Regions from separate parts of the Mus musculus genome. Here all the other regions are linked to region 1. A link is a contact called in public HiChIP or PLAC-seq and promoter capture Hi-C data. All regions are on one chromosome and are shown on one strand. Each heading gives the region's core, a stretch centred on a gene start, on an enhancer-like site or on the middle of the called end of the contact. The rest is flanking DNA. Distances are from core to core; before and after follow the strand shown. Region 1 holds the start of Ggnbp2 (gametogenetin binding protein 2). Region 2 holds the start of Dusp14 (dual specificity phosphatase 14). Region 3 overlaps Acaca (acetyl-Coenzyme A carboxylase alpha).

Region 1 (4,128 bases), core at 1,042-3,541:
GTGCACCATATCTGCCACTTTTCTTATTTAATATTATGGTATTTACGTACTTATTTTTGTGATACTGGATACTGAACCTTGGGCTTAGAGCCTGCTAGACCAAGTGTTCTACCACTATATCCTCAGCCCTCCATACTTTTCTAGTCTAAGTTTATATCTTTGATAATTACAGGCGTTAACTGAAAAGGACAAAATGTACACTGTGCTTCCCCTCTTCCAATTCCTAATGTCCTAAAGAAAAGCTAATGAATTCATAAAATCAGAATTAGTAGGCAGAACTCCTGATTAGATTGCTTTTCAGAAGAGAAAGATCACAATTGATTTACTGAGCTCTGTGTCGGGTATAGGTGCCAGGAATATAAACAGATGCCTTTAAGGAGCTTACATTCTCATTTATGTTTATTAAAAATATGCAATATGTCTACTTAATTCCTATTTTGAGAAAGGGTCTGTGCAGTCTAATCTGGTCTTGAATTTATGGTAAGCACTCTGCCTTGGCCTCTCCAAGTGCTGGGGTTACAGGTGTATGCTACTATACTGGGCTTGTATTTTTTTTTTTTAAAGATCTATTTTATTTATATGAGTACACTGTAGCTGTCTTCAGACACACCAGAAGAGAACATCAGAATTACAGATGGTTGTGAGCCACCATGTGGTTGCTGGGAATTGAACTCAGGACCTCTGGAAGAGCAGTCAGTGCTCTTAACTACTGAGCCAACTTTACAGCCCATGTTTCTATTTTTAATTGATAGAATATACTCATACTGTCAGATCAAGAAAAGGAAAATCCAGCTTACAGATTTTCAGATGTACTAATTTAAATAACATTATGCCAGTGATTTACTACCTTATCTAATACAGCCATTATAGTGAAAACAGAGGTATTTTAGCTTGTCAACTGCCTTTTTTTTTTTTTTTTTTTTCATAGCTTGGTTCTTTCCTAGTACCTGGTGTATATTTAATAGTGAAAATTAAAGCTAGTAGCTATATACATATTGGCTCAATATTTGTTACCAAGCATAACCTAAAATTCAATTAATCAAAGTAGGTACATAGATTGTAGTAGTTGTAGACATAAAACACAAGATTCTCTAAAAATGTCCATAGTTTTACTATGTATTTTAACCTGTCAGAAGGTGCGTGAAAAACTGGACTTCAACTAAGGATCGCACTGTTCTGCTTTTAGTATGGCCCAAAGACATATTTACTGGATAATCACACCTTTGGGAACACACAATGGTTCTTCCAGTTTATTATGTCACCTACTCTAACAATGACCACACAATGTCATAAGTCAACAAGGCTAAGGATGCACTGTGGGATTTTTTTTTTTTTTTTTTTTTGGTTGTGACTTGAAAGACTTCATGTGATCAAAATACTTTTAAAGGTCAGTAACAACAGCTTTACCCTATTTTACCAGAAAATATTCGATCTGTCCTTAAGATCTGGTAGTTGTACAAGCAGCGAATGGATTTATTATTAAAACCATCAAGACAAAACATTTTCCATCTTTTTGGCTTTACAATGGACCTCCGTAGACTAGTACCTGAGAACGTGGCAGTAGTCAAGAGTGCAGAGGAAACTCTCTTTACAGCAGCTCTGGTTCTCGGAAGATGGTCAGACCGAAGGGCCTTTGGCCACTATCAGTAACTTTGCCCAAGGGAGTCCCTTAAGTTAATATTAACTCAAGAAGTTCCTTTGGTCGGAAGCTACACATAGACTACAGTTCAGTTTTCTGTCTATTGTAACAACAGATCCTGCACATATTTTCCATCCATCTTGCTGCAGTCCCCATAAGGCGGCCGGCTCTGGGTGAGTCAGGGTAGCAGAGCCCTTTCCTCCAGTCTTACAGGGGTGGAAGTCCGCATGTGTGCAACCTGGAAAACAAGGTCAAAGGTCTCTGCAGTGTCCATTCTCCTAGACCTCGACAGCGCCAGCTCTTCATCGCTCACCCAAGTCTTATCTGGGTTCCCCCCCCCCCCCAGTGGGCTTTCCACCCCACCGGTCTCCAGAGAGCAGATCCCGGGTCGTCACTGGCAGGGACCCCGGCTGCTCCTGCTGGGCCTCCCCACTGGCCCTATTTTCACGCTCGTTTTGGTAAATCCGGGGCACCACGCAGGTCAGCCGAGCGCGACAGCACAGGGGGTTCCCCCCACCCGTACAAGCCGATTTCGAAAGTCGGGACACGAGCGAGGCGGCCGCGGTCTCGCGAGAAGAGGCAGGCCCCGCCTGGAGTTCGCGGCCCCCCCTCCCCGGCCCCACCCTCCCCACGTCCCCCGCCCTCCCTCCCACACTCCCCGTGGCGCGAGCGGCTGACTGAGCCTGGAGAGGAAACGGCAATCGCAGCCGCGCTCCCGCCCAGGCCGGCCCTGACGCGGGCCTCGTCAGCCGGTAACGGGGAGCAGAGGTGGGGGTCAGGGAGGCGTCCTCGAAGTCAGTGAAGGTCAGAACCGAGAGCTCTCTCTCTCCGACCCGGGTGAGGACTGGGGTCTGAGCTCGCCCCCACCCCAACTCTGCAGAGCCGAGGCAGGGTCGACCCCTCCCAGGGGCGGGGTGGCGCCGGGCAACTGCAGCCTAGGGGGCCACCCTGGGCGGGGCGCTCAGCCAGGAGAGAAGGGGTCAGCGGCAGGGGGTGCGGGCTTGGGCTGTGTAGCCGAGGCGGGGATGGGCTTCTGGAGCCCGGACTCCCGAGCTGGGCGGGGATGTCCCGGGGCCAGCAGGTCCTTTTCCGCCTCTCCTTTGGACCCTGACTGGAGGCCGGCGGGCGGGGGGGGGGGGGGTGGGTGGGTGGGGAGGGGGGGTCTGGGTGGGGGAGGGCAGGCGGCGCGAGGGGGCGGGTCCCGGCGCTGCGGGGCGCTGATTGGCTGAGCGCGTGTGGAATCGGGTGATGGGAAACGCAGCGCGGCTCTCCTGTCCTCTCTCGCTCCGCGCCCCCCCACCCCTTTCACCCGTGGCGAATGTGCTGCGAGGTGGCGGGTGCTTACGCTCGCGGGGTTTGGCTGTTGCAGGCAGGAGCTGGGAGGAGGCAGCAGCAGCGGCGGCGGCAGGAGCAGCGGCGGCGGCAGCAGCTGGGAGGAGGTGGTGACGGTGGCAACGGCAGCGTCGGGGACGATGGCGCGACTGGTGGCAGTGTGCAGGGACGGGGAGGAGGAGTTCCCCTTCGAGAGGAGGCAGATCCCCCTCTACATAGACGACACCCTGACGGTGAGCGAGCGGGCTGAGCGGGCCGGGCCGGGATGGGCCCGCTGCTCCCCGGCCTGGCAGCTGTTTCCCCTCCCCCAGGCCGAGCGCTGCGCACTGGAGAAAGAGTGTGTTGCAACTCCTAGGCGAGGCCGCCTCTCCGATGGGCCCCACGAACTCGCCATTGCAGCGGGGCCTCTCGGTACCCTTGGCAGGCCCCAGATCCAGCGCCCCGAAGGCACTTGGAGGTCCCCTGCTCGGGTCTTCCTCCCTCTCCGAACCTTTGGCCTTTAGGCCTGCCTTTGAGACGCTGTTTGCCTAAGCACGCGCCGGGGAGAAGGGTTGAAGGAGCTGGGGCGTTTAGGGCCTGTCCTCTCCAGAAAGCACTTACCCTCCGGGAGGCTCAATTAGTTGAAAATGTCGCAGCTGCATTGTTACCTGTGTGTTTCCCGTTTGAACACTGTAGCTATCTCTACATAAGTGTAATTACTGAGGGCAGAGTGACATTCTCTTGCACAGCGAAGATTCCACCTAAATGATTTGATTTCCTAATACGTCTCACATTGCCTAGTACATTATAATTCTTGAAATGGTTGGGTTAAGCCATGACTCTTCAAAATGGGCCTTCGTGGCATTTTTTTGGTTTACAAGTAGCCCAAGACCAAGTTATTGACTGTAAAGTAGTATGAAGAACTGACTGCTCATTGTGGATAGAAAAACACAAACGTGGGAAGATGGTTGTTTTAAGACTTGGTGTTGGTATACCTTTGCCGACCCCTCTACCCGGTGTTGTAGTACTGTTTCCTTTAAAAGGAAATGGCAGAAATTTGAGTTGATTCTGAGCAGGAAGTAAATGCAGTTGCTTACCACAGTTAAATGAACCTTCTCCGAACAAGTTTTGAAATCTTCATTTTGATGCTGACGCTCCTGGATTTTGCACTCGCCCAT
Region 2 (4,128 bases), core at 712-3,211, 800 kb after region 1:
GGGGCCCCTGCAAAGATCTACAGAGAAGATATTTCAGCCATCCTTTCTACTTAACTCTAGATCATTAGCATAAACTACACAGAGAAGGGTCTCTTTGCATGAGCTTGCCTCTCCCTCTTAAATTAGGGTGTGACTTTTCCTGGAAGGCTTATATCGCATAGTCTACAAAAGCTGTCCTGCTCCTTGTCCCCACCCAGAACTTACTCATGTGCAAGTAATAATGTAAGCAAAAATGATCCCAAAAAACAAAACTGGATGGAATTTAAGGAGGAGTGTGACTGCCACCAAGTCATGAAGTGAGTACAGGACTGTAGGTTCTCAGCTTGTGGGCCAAGACCCTTTCATACGGGTCCCACATCAGCTATCCTTCATGTCAGACATTTACGTTATGGTTCAAAACAGTAGCAAAATTATACTTAGGAAGTAGCAACAACAATAACAATATGGTTGGGGGTGGTCACTGCGTTAAAGGGTGGCAGCACGGGTGTGTGTGTGTGTGTGTGTGAGAGAGAAGCACTGTAGAGGGACATGCAGAAATACAAACAGCATTCAATCACTTCCAGTAGAGATTTTGCTATTTTTACATTAGGGATGTCAAAAGCAGGTCATGAAATAAACTGCCGGAATGATAATAGTACCAGAAAGATATATTCCCATGCAGTTTGAACTCGGTGCTTTAACCTAATCTTAGTCTCCTTGTGTTCTTCATGAAATGGTTAATTTTGCCTAATTTTAAAGCTCTCATGCTTTTTAATGGCATCAAATCTCTTCAGTCTAGGCCATTTTAGCTTTCCCTGTATTATCACTAAAATGCCTCTGCTGTTATATTTTCGTCTGGGAAACAGACAAAAACTTCTAGATATTGCAGCACCCACAAAAAGACTGAATCCAGTTGGCCAATGGAGATTAAAAAAAGAAAGAAAGTAAAACAAAAACCTCCAGGTTTTACTTGAAGATGCTAGAAACTGTTAAGTAAGCCCTAAGTGCGGCGTGCTCCTCCTCTGTCCCCTCCCCCAAATCCAAGAATACTAGTTTGACTTCAGCAGTTCTGATGTCAGCGATTTGCTACAGCGAGGGCATTGCTTGGGTGAGCACAGGACCAACCGAGCGCCAAGTCAGGACTCCTGGAGTCTGACTCACTGCAGAGGCTGGAGGAAGTCGTTCCTACCGCCCCTGTATCGCCCCTCAGTTTTGCGAAGAGAAGAGTAGGGTGGCGCTAAAGTCAGTTTGCATCCATTCATTTCAGGTGAGAAAACCTAAAGAGGACAGAAAGAGAGGAAAGAGAGAGGGAGAGAGCGAGAGAGCTAGTTGAGAGCAAAGAAATTTCAAGGGTTCCACAAGTCAGCCTCGTTGTACCTAGGAGTGTGGGTACTGTCAATGCATCAGAGGTTTAGGGGTCTTTAACTCCTTTGGAGTTTCCCCAGTTACTTCCCTCACCTGTCAATCAAAATCCACCCAGCAGTTGACGGAAGAATTAGGGCGTGGTGGTTTATACCTTTAATCCCAGCTTTAGGGAGATAAAGGCAGAGGCAGGCGAGTCTCTGTGAGTTCCAGGCCAACCTGGTCTACATAGTGAGACCTTGCCTCAACAAACAAGCAAAAAAGAGTGGCTTTGCCTTCCCCCTTGGGTCCGCACCTGGGGCTGTCTCGCCCGGGGGAGGAGGAGGGGGTGGCTGAGAGGCGGTGATTAGTCACTGGCTGCGGCGCTCACACCTTTTATTCTGTCTCTTCCCGCAGTTGCCTCTCTGCATTTGGACAGATTCTTCGAACGCCAGCTCAGAAGCTGGGCCGGAGGACAACGCGGCTTCAAGGAGCAGGGGTCTGCGAGTAAGTCCAGGTGAGTAGGAACCGGGGCCAGGAGGACCTGCCCGCGCCGCAGCGCGCACGCGCGGCGCCCGGAACCCACGCTCGTCCCCGCTGCGGGCCCGCGCTCGGAAGAGGGCGGCAGCGCGCAGGGAGCGGGAGGCGCGCGAGGCCGGCGGGCAGAAGCCGCGAGCCTCGCAGCAGCACGGACCCGAGAGCCGCCGCTGCCGCCACCGGCACACTCGGTACGGGGTGCGGGGGAGAGCCAGAGGGGCCCGGGCGCATGCGACCCTCGGCTCTGCAAACTTTGTGCGGGTGCTCGGCGACCTCGGGGCGCGGGGCGGGAGAGGCTGGGATCCCCGAACCCAAGCCGGCAGGCGTCAGCATGCACCCCGCGACCGGCCCCGCCACCCCCTGGAAACACTTGGCTTTCTGCTATGCCAAGAACTCAACTTGAGCGTCTCTCCTCGGTGTTAGATTGGTGTGCACCATGCTCACATCTGACTCTTATTTCTCCTAAGTATCCTTGCTCTGGAGCGAAGTTGAATTGTACTGGGCTTGGGGTAGGGAAGGGAGCCGAGTGGTGTAGCCGCCTTAGGATTGTATAACTACCTTCTATTGAAGTGGATGTTGCCAGTGGCATCGGCTAATGTTATGGTAACTGGGCATCTTAGAGGCAAGAGAAGGCGGGGTGTTTTACCAGTAGTCTCCCGGTCTAATAATACTAAAAACAATACCTCATACTTTCCACTCAGGAGAGCCCCACGGCATTTGGTTTACGTTCTCTGGGTAGTTTTCAGTGAAGTTTCTAAGAGGTAGGTGGAGAGCTGTGCTTTCCCGATTTGTAGATGTAAAAAACGGAGGCAAGGATTCGGATTCTTAACTGACTTTAATGAAATGTGGACCAAGAGTTTTAACGCAGTTTCCTGCAGTTCTTGCTCCAAAAAGTACCAACTTTGAAGTTTAATGGGATACCAGAACATCCTCCCTGAGGACAATGAAAGGTCAGAGAGGCCAAGGGACAGTGGTCTGCAGCCGCAGGCCTCAGCTACAAAGCCGGGTCCCTCCAACAAGATGCAACTCTTTGGGTGTTGTATGTATTCTTTGCAAAGTTGTGTTTAGGGCTGCAATTTGCTGTTGTCTTTTGTGGACTCATAAAGGGCATTTAGTCTCGGTTTCCTTGAGAAACAGAGGAGTGAGGCACCCCCAGAGTGAGGCACCACTTCTTCCTTGCTGGAGACACCTTAAGAATTCCCATGAGGTCAGACGAGGGCCGAGAGTTCCCGGGAGGAGGGAGGAAGGAGCCCTGCACAGGCGGCTTGACACATGGGCCCCACTCCTGCCTCCAGCTCTGACTCACCTACTGACGCTTGGGGGAGGAGAATAGCTGCTTGGTATTTTTGGCTTTCCCCCATAAAACGGGAGACAGTTGGCTTCATTCGAGTCTTCTCAGCATCCTTTTCGAGAGCGCCGCGCCGCTGAGCTTAGTCCTCCTCTCGGAAGGAAACCTTTGATACTGGCTGACTGCAGGTATGCATTCTGTGAGATCCCTTAATAGAGCTGCACACAGATTTACTGCTGGAGCTTCTAAATCGGGGAAATCCTTCAAGACTTTGGGATTGAAATTAGGGTTAAGAGAAATCTTTGAATTAGATGTATACCTTTGCATGAGGAATTTCTTTTCCTTTTTTTAACAAGATGGATTAAAAATATTTTCCCAGCATCACAAAAAAAGGCTTGGCTCATTCCATCTGAAAAATTAGGACTTTATAGATCAGGTCATTGTCTTCCTTTAATCTTCAAAAGAATGGCTGTCTGTGTGTCTTTCTGTTGGCTTGTATCTTGTAGACTCTTCCCAGCGTTTTAATAAGATGTGTATTTGCATAAGTGACTTGCTAACAAAATCATTTTAGAGTGGATCCGGTTTATAGCAATTTGGTTTCTGTCTAGAACAGGTAGCATGCTTTTTAGGTAAAATCATGTTAACTCTGCCAGCACCTTACTATCTCTCTGAGCAACAGGCAGAAGGATCTCACAAACAACTTGAAAGGAGCTGGGTCGTTGTGATGCTTGGTTTTACTCCCAGGTGCAGAATGGAAACTTCCCTATTAATACACAAACACGACAGGCACGCACGACCAACAGCAGCGGATTGTCTTTGCACAGAGAAGACACAAGAGGGAGTGGAAGGCAGAAGAGTTGCTAAAGCAACCGATGGCCTGGGTATAAACTTACAGGGCTCGCATTTAAGGTGGTAGCTTCATTATTTATGATCGCTTCCCTGGGGTGACACAACAGAAAGGAAAGCGTTAATGGAGGAGGGTG
Region 3 (4,128 bases), core at 543-3,042, 600 kb after region 1:
GAGTCCAGTGTGATTTTAGCATGTTAAGCATTACGTGCTCCAAGAAAGGCAATTCAAAACAGAAGGAATAGGCGTTGGATAGAGACATTTACTACTTATCATTCAGCTGAGTAAGGCTTCCTCCTGACAAAGATGCTGTAAGTTTATCAATTGATTACCAAAAGCACCTTTATTCAGTGTGATTGTTACCTTAAAGTGTCAACTTGACACAACCTAGGGTCAGTCACCTAGCAAGTGTCTCAACGAGGGGCTGTCCACACAGGGCTTGTCTATGGCATATCTGAGGGGAGCTGTCTTACCTTAATGTGGGAAGATGGAACCTATGCTGGGTGGCACCATTCCCTAGGCAGTGTCCTGAACTGTGTAAAAGTGAAATCAAGGTGAGCACAGACAAGCAAGAGAGCCATGCATGCATTTCTCTCCGCTCTTGACTGAGGATGCGATGTGACTAGCAACTTCCTGACTTGACTTCTCCACAGTAATGGAATTTAGCCTGGACTTGAAAGCTAAAATAAACTCTTTGTACCCTATGTTGCTTTTTGTTCAGACATTTTATTAGAACAACAGAAATAAAGCCGAGCATTTATTAAATAACATTTCTAAGAAAGCTTTTTCTTTGTACTTATATACTGGACAGATTACATGCACTCATGATAAAAAGAAAGAAGGAAAGAAACTGGTCTGCATTTTCTATGCTCTGTCTGAATCAAATCCCATACAGCATGACTTGTAAAACCATGTTCCTGTGGACAAAGGCAAAGCGGTGGAGAAGTCTACTCAACAGAAATTTGCTTAGCCATCCTTGGGGCAAGTTACCACTATGCAACATATGTTAACAACTGCAGAGGACCACAGCACCTCTCCACTGGAGCAACTTGATTCCTTCCTTTAGGTTCAAAGGCCCAGAAGTCATCTTCTAGCTCAGCAAAGTACCGCATCCACATCCCTACTTGTAGGAAGCAGAGATGGAATGCTGGGCACGTAACCATCAGTCAGGAGACCAGGGTCAGCAGAGAACGGTGACCAGAAGAGAATACAAGCTGAGGGAATTGAAATGCTACCAAGTCCCAGTGACATCTGCAAAAGACAGTAATACCTGCAAAGAGGAATCCTAAGGACTCAAATGCTTCTTACAGGCGACTCTCATTAATGCAGATGTGGGGGAGGGGAGCAGCTGGTCTCAATCAAAAAGGAAAATATGCCTGGTATTCAGAAGTACTAGATTAAAAAGGGACACCATCTGAACCTTTCCCTTATCTATGTCACTGCTAGCTGGCCCTGACTCAGTCATATCAATTAATTCCCTAATTTCAAAATCCTCAAGATGAAGTAAAGATAATTAATATTTGAAAATAAATTAGTGATAAACAGGCCTATAAGTACTATTGTGCTCACTGAGTCTTCTTTTGTTTTTCTTTTTTGGGGGGTGGTGGTGGAGGGGGTAACAAGAAGTGAAGAAACTAAAATAAAGAAACGGGTAAATCCAGCTGCCAGTGTGCCTCTACCACATCCACGCTAGTCATCCAAACCAGACACTGGAAGCCAGTTTGTTTCTCCAGGGCGCAGCCTGCTAGGAAGAAAGTTGGGGCACTATCTGTGCAGGTAAGAAATAATCAGGATGACAAGGTGGGGGTAAAAGCAGCAGCAAGTCAGGGTCCCATTGGCTTCTGCCTGTCCTGACTGGCAAAAGCAGCAAGCAAAGCCTCAAACCAGTTCTCTGACAGGGCCCAGCGCCTCTGCAGCACCCCCGTGTAATTACACACTTGAGTGACTGGACTCTGAAGAAAATTGAAGGCCTGAGCTCCGAACAGCTGCCATTTTCTCTCTCCATCACACCAGCGTGATTACTTGAGAAATGAACAGCCCCGGCTCAAAGCTACTCCAGAATTCTCAGAGGAAATATGGCTCCGTGTTCCAATAATGAGATTCTTAAGGCAAGCGTTACTTACAATCACTCCGCAAAAGGAGCGAGCCGAGCCCCTATATCTTACAAATTAGAATTTAAGAAACCCAGCGACAGTCCTGGACGATCATTACTCTTCTGCTGCTCCAAGGATTCTGGGCTTTGGTCTATTTTTAGTGCAGAAAACTGTTAAGTTCTTAAAAAGGTAATCATAATAAGATGAAAAATTTGCCATAATTAGCTCCCTATAAAGGCAAATTCCAGCCCCATTTTGGTTCATACTGGCAGATCCTTCTACCTCTAATCATTACCCCTTTCTGCCAGAAAGTCTTGACTTCCTCCAAGTGAGAATTAACAATCCTTGCATTAAAATTTGAAAAAGAAAGTAGGATTTCTGAGGGAAAATAAACAGCAAGTAGCTCTAGATTATACAACTCTTTTGCAGAAAGCTGTCTCATGGGGAAGTTAAAATAGTCCTTTGTGCCAATATTTCCACCCCTCTCAAAGACCTGGTTTCCTCACCAGGCAGCCATTCCAGGGTAGCAAAGGTAATGAACTCTTCCTATAATGACACGTTTCTTAGAGTGGCTACCTATAAAACGTTATATCCAATAGAGCCAACCAGGAGGCAGAGGGCTGAATGAGTTGTACTGCTATCAACCGGAGACGTAAGGAAGACCATCTCCTTTCACTTTGGGGGATTATATAAAAATGGTAGGCAAGATTTATATGGGGTTTTCCCTCCATGAAGAAATGATGGACGTAAGAGTATCAAGAATGACCTCTCCAAAGGGCTGGGGAAGGGAGCTCAGAGAGTAGCCGTACTTCAGTCCCAAGCAAGCAGCAGCCTCACGGGATCGTGGAGGAGGGCCTCTAAGAACAGTCCTACTGTTCCCCAACTCCAAACACAAGCTTAGCCAGGAAGAACTAGGAGTGGAGAACTTGAAATCAACATGAAAACGTGCCACTTTGCAAACTCCCACCAGCGTTAGAGGCCGCTCAGCCCAGCTTGTGGGAGCCAGTTCCATTCCTCCTTCATGTATTAGTCAGATATGGAGACAAAGGAACAGAGTCATAGCTACAAGAGCATAGCCTTTCATGTAAATCAAAGAAGATGCCATATGCATTTAATTATTTTTTGGAGGGAGAGGAACAATACTAAATCTCTCCCATTTTTTAAGTTTCTGACATGAAAGCCAGTGTTTGCGTTGCTGGATACATGCAAGAGTTAAAATGGAGCAGCACACTGGTGAGAGGAAACTGCATTCCAGAGCCGCCATGATGTTGACAACAGAAACATGGGCCAGCCGTTTCTAAGTACAAGAGAACTAAGATCTTATACACATTCTATGCAGAACAGTCCCTTCTTGTCATCCACTGGGTGGATCCAGCTAATCTGCAGCCCAGGCTAATTTACATCATTATAAAAGACAGCAGCTTTCCTTCTGAGACAGCCACACAAACACATACACAGAAACACACACACACACAGAGACACACACACACAGACACAAACACAAACAGACACACACACACACACTTTGCAGAACATCAATCAGTTGTACAAGTTTGAGAAACAAACTGGATACTCACAATAAGCATTGTCACCAGGAGATTCTTTTTGGTGACCTGAGCGTGGGAGAAGATGTAGTTCAGTACGGTGTTCATGTCGCTTTTGTTCTCTTCCCGAAGGGCGAATACACATTTGTCGTAGTGGCCTACAAGTGGTAAAGAAATCTGGTCTTCACCATGTACATATGAAGCCTCATCCTTACTAACTGGCTATTTCTTAATGCATGCACACAGCTGATAAACAGTGAGAAGAAACACCTTTGTTTGGAGGGCTTTAGACCAGGGGTCATTAGGACCCAGGTTATAACCTTGGGTTCAAGGTCAAGTTCTACTCTCCATTCACTATGCCAGTCACTTGACCTCTCTGGGTCTTGAGTTTATTTAAAAAGTTAAAAGGGAGTGGGATGTGCTTTTAAAATAAAGGTGGGACGGGTGGGACTCCAATCCCACTTTTTTCTCTTCATGACCTTGTTTGTTCTCCTGGAATAATTTCCTTCAAAAAGGAGGCTTCTGCTGCTTAAAGAGTCAGGGTCAAGGGCTCAGCAGGAACAGTGCTTGCCGCCAGAGTATGATCCCTAGGACCCACAGAAGAATGCCCAGCATGGTGATGTATGTTTGTAATCCCAGAGCTGGAGAGATGGACACACCAGGAT

What was found. Promoter capture Hi-C pulls out the DNA fragments that hold promoters and counts their contacts. HiChIP or PLAC-seq counts read pairs in DNA pulled down with a chosen protein or histone mark.
Region 2: a FOXA1 HiChIP or PLAC-seq map of pancreatic cancer cells shows a contact between it and region 1. The contact joins the promoter of Dusp14 here to the promoter of Ggnbp2 in region 1. A contact is called at or near these places in 2 of 39 promoter capture datasets (hippocampal neurons and maxillary cranial neural crest) and 5 of 115 datasets of contacts at active chromatin or transcription factors (bone marrow-derived macrophages, embryonic forebrain, large pre-B cells and 2 more).
Region 3: a promoter capture Hi-C map of hippocampal neurons shows a contact between it and region 1, with 6 times the contacts expected there. The contact joins the enhancer-like site here to the promoter of Ggnbp2 in region 1. A contact is called at or near these places in 6 of 39 promoter capture datasets (the 3T3-L1 cell line, the C10 cell line, cranial neural crest and 3 more), 13 of 115 datasets of contacts at active chromatin or transcription factors (acute myeloid leukemia, bone marrow-derived macrophages, embryonic forebrain and 7 more) and 3 of 9 other capture datasets (adipose tissue, embryonic stem cells and liver).

The regions. Positions count from the first base shown.
Region 1 is chr11:84,868,953-84,873,080 of GRCm38.p6, reverse strand. Ggnbp2 (gametogenetin binding protein 2) reads left to right here and starts at 2,291. Exons shown (of 14, transcript NM_001364114.1): 1 at 2,291-2,476; 2 at 3,009-3,204. The coding sequence starts at 3,112. It overlaps Ggnbp2os (gametogenetin binding protein 2, opposite strand), which reads right to left and starts at 3,076. Exons shown (of 2, transcript NR_131201.1): 1 at 2,985-3,076; 2 at 1,450-1,877.
Region 2 is chr11:84,066,190-84,070,317 of GRCm38.p6, reverse strand. Dusp14 (dual specificity phosphatase 14) reads left to right here and starts at 1,961. Exons shown (of 3, transcript NM_019819.3): 1 at 1,961-2,048.
Region 3 is chr11:84,269,810-84,273,937 of GRCm38.p6, reverse strand. Acaca (acetyl-Coenzyme A carboxylase alpha) reads right to left here. Exons shown (of 54, transcript NM_133360.2): 23 at 3,497-3,621. Among named protein-coding and RNA genes, the nearest start is that of Acaca, 76 kb to the right of the region's middle. Within about 2 kb of position 1,792, at least 14 of the 459 cell types and tissues checked have an H3K27ac peak or open chromatin away from gene starts, as enhancers often do.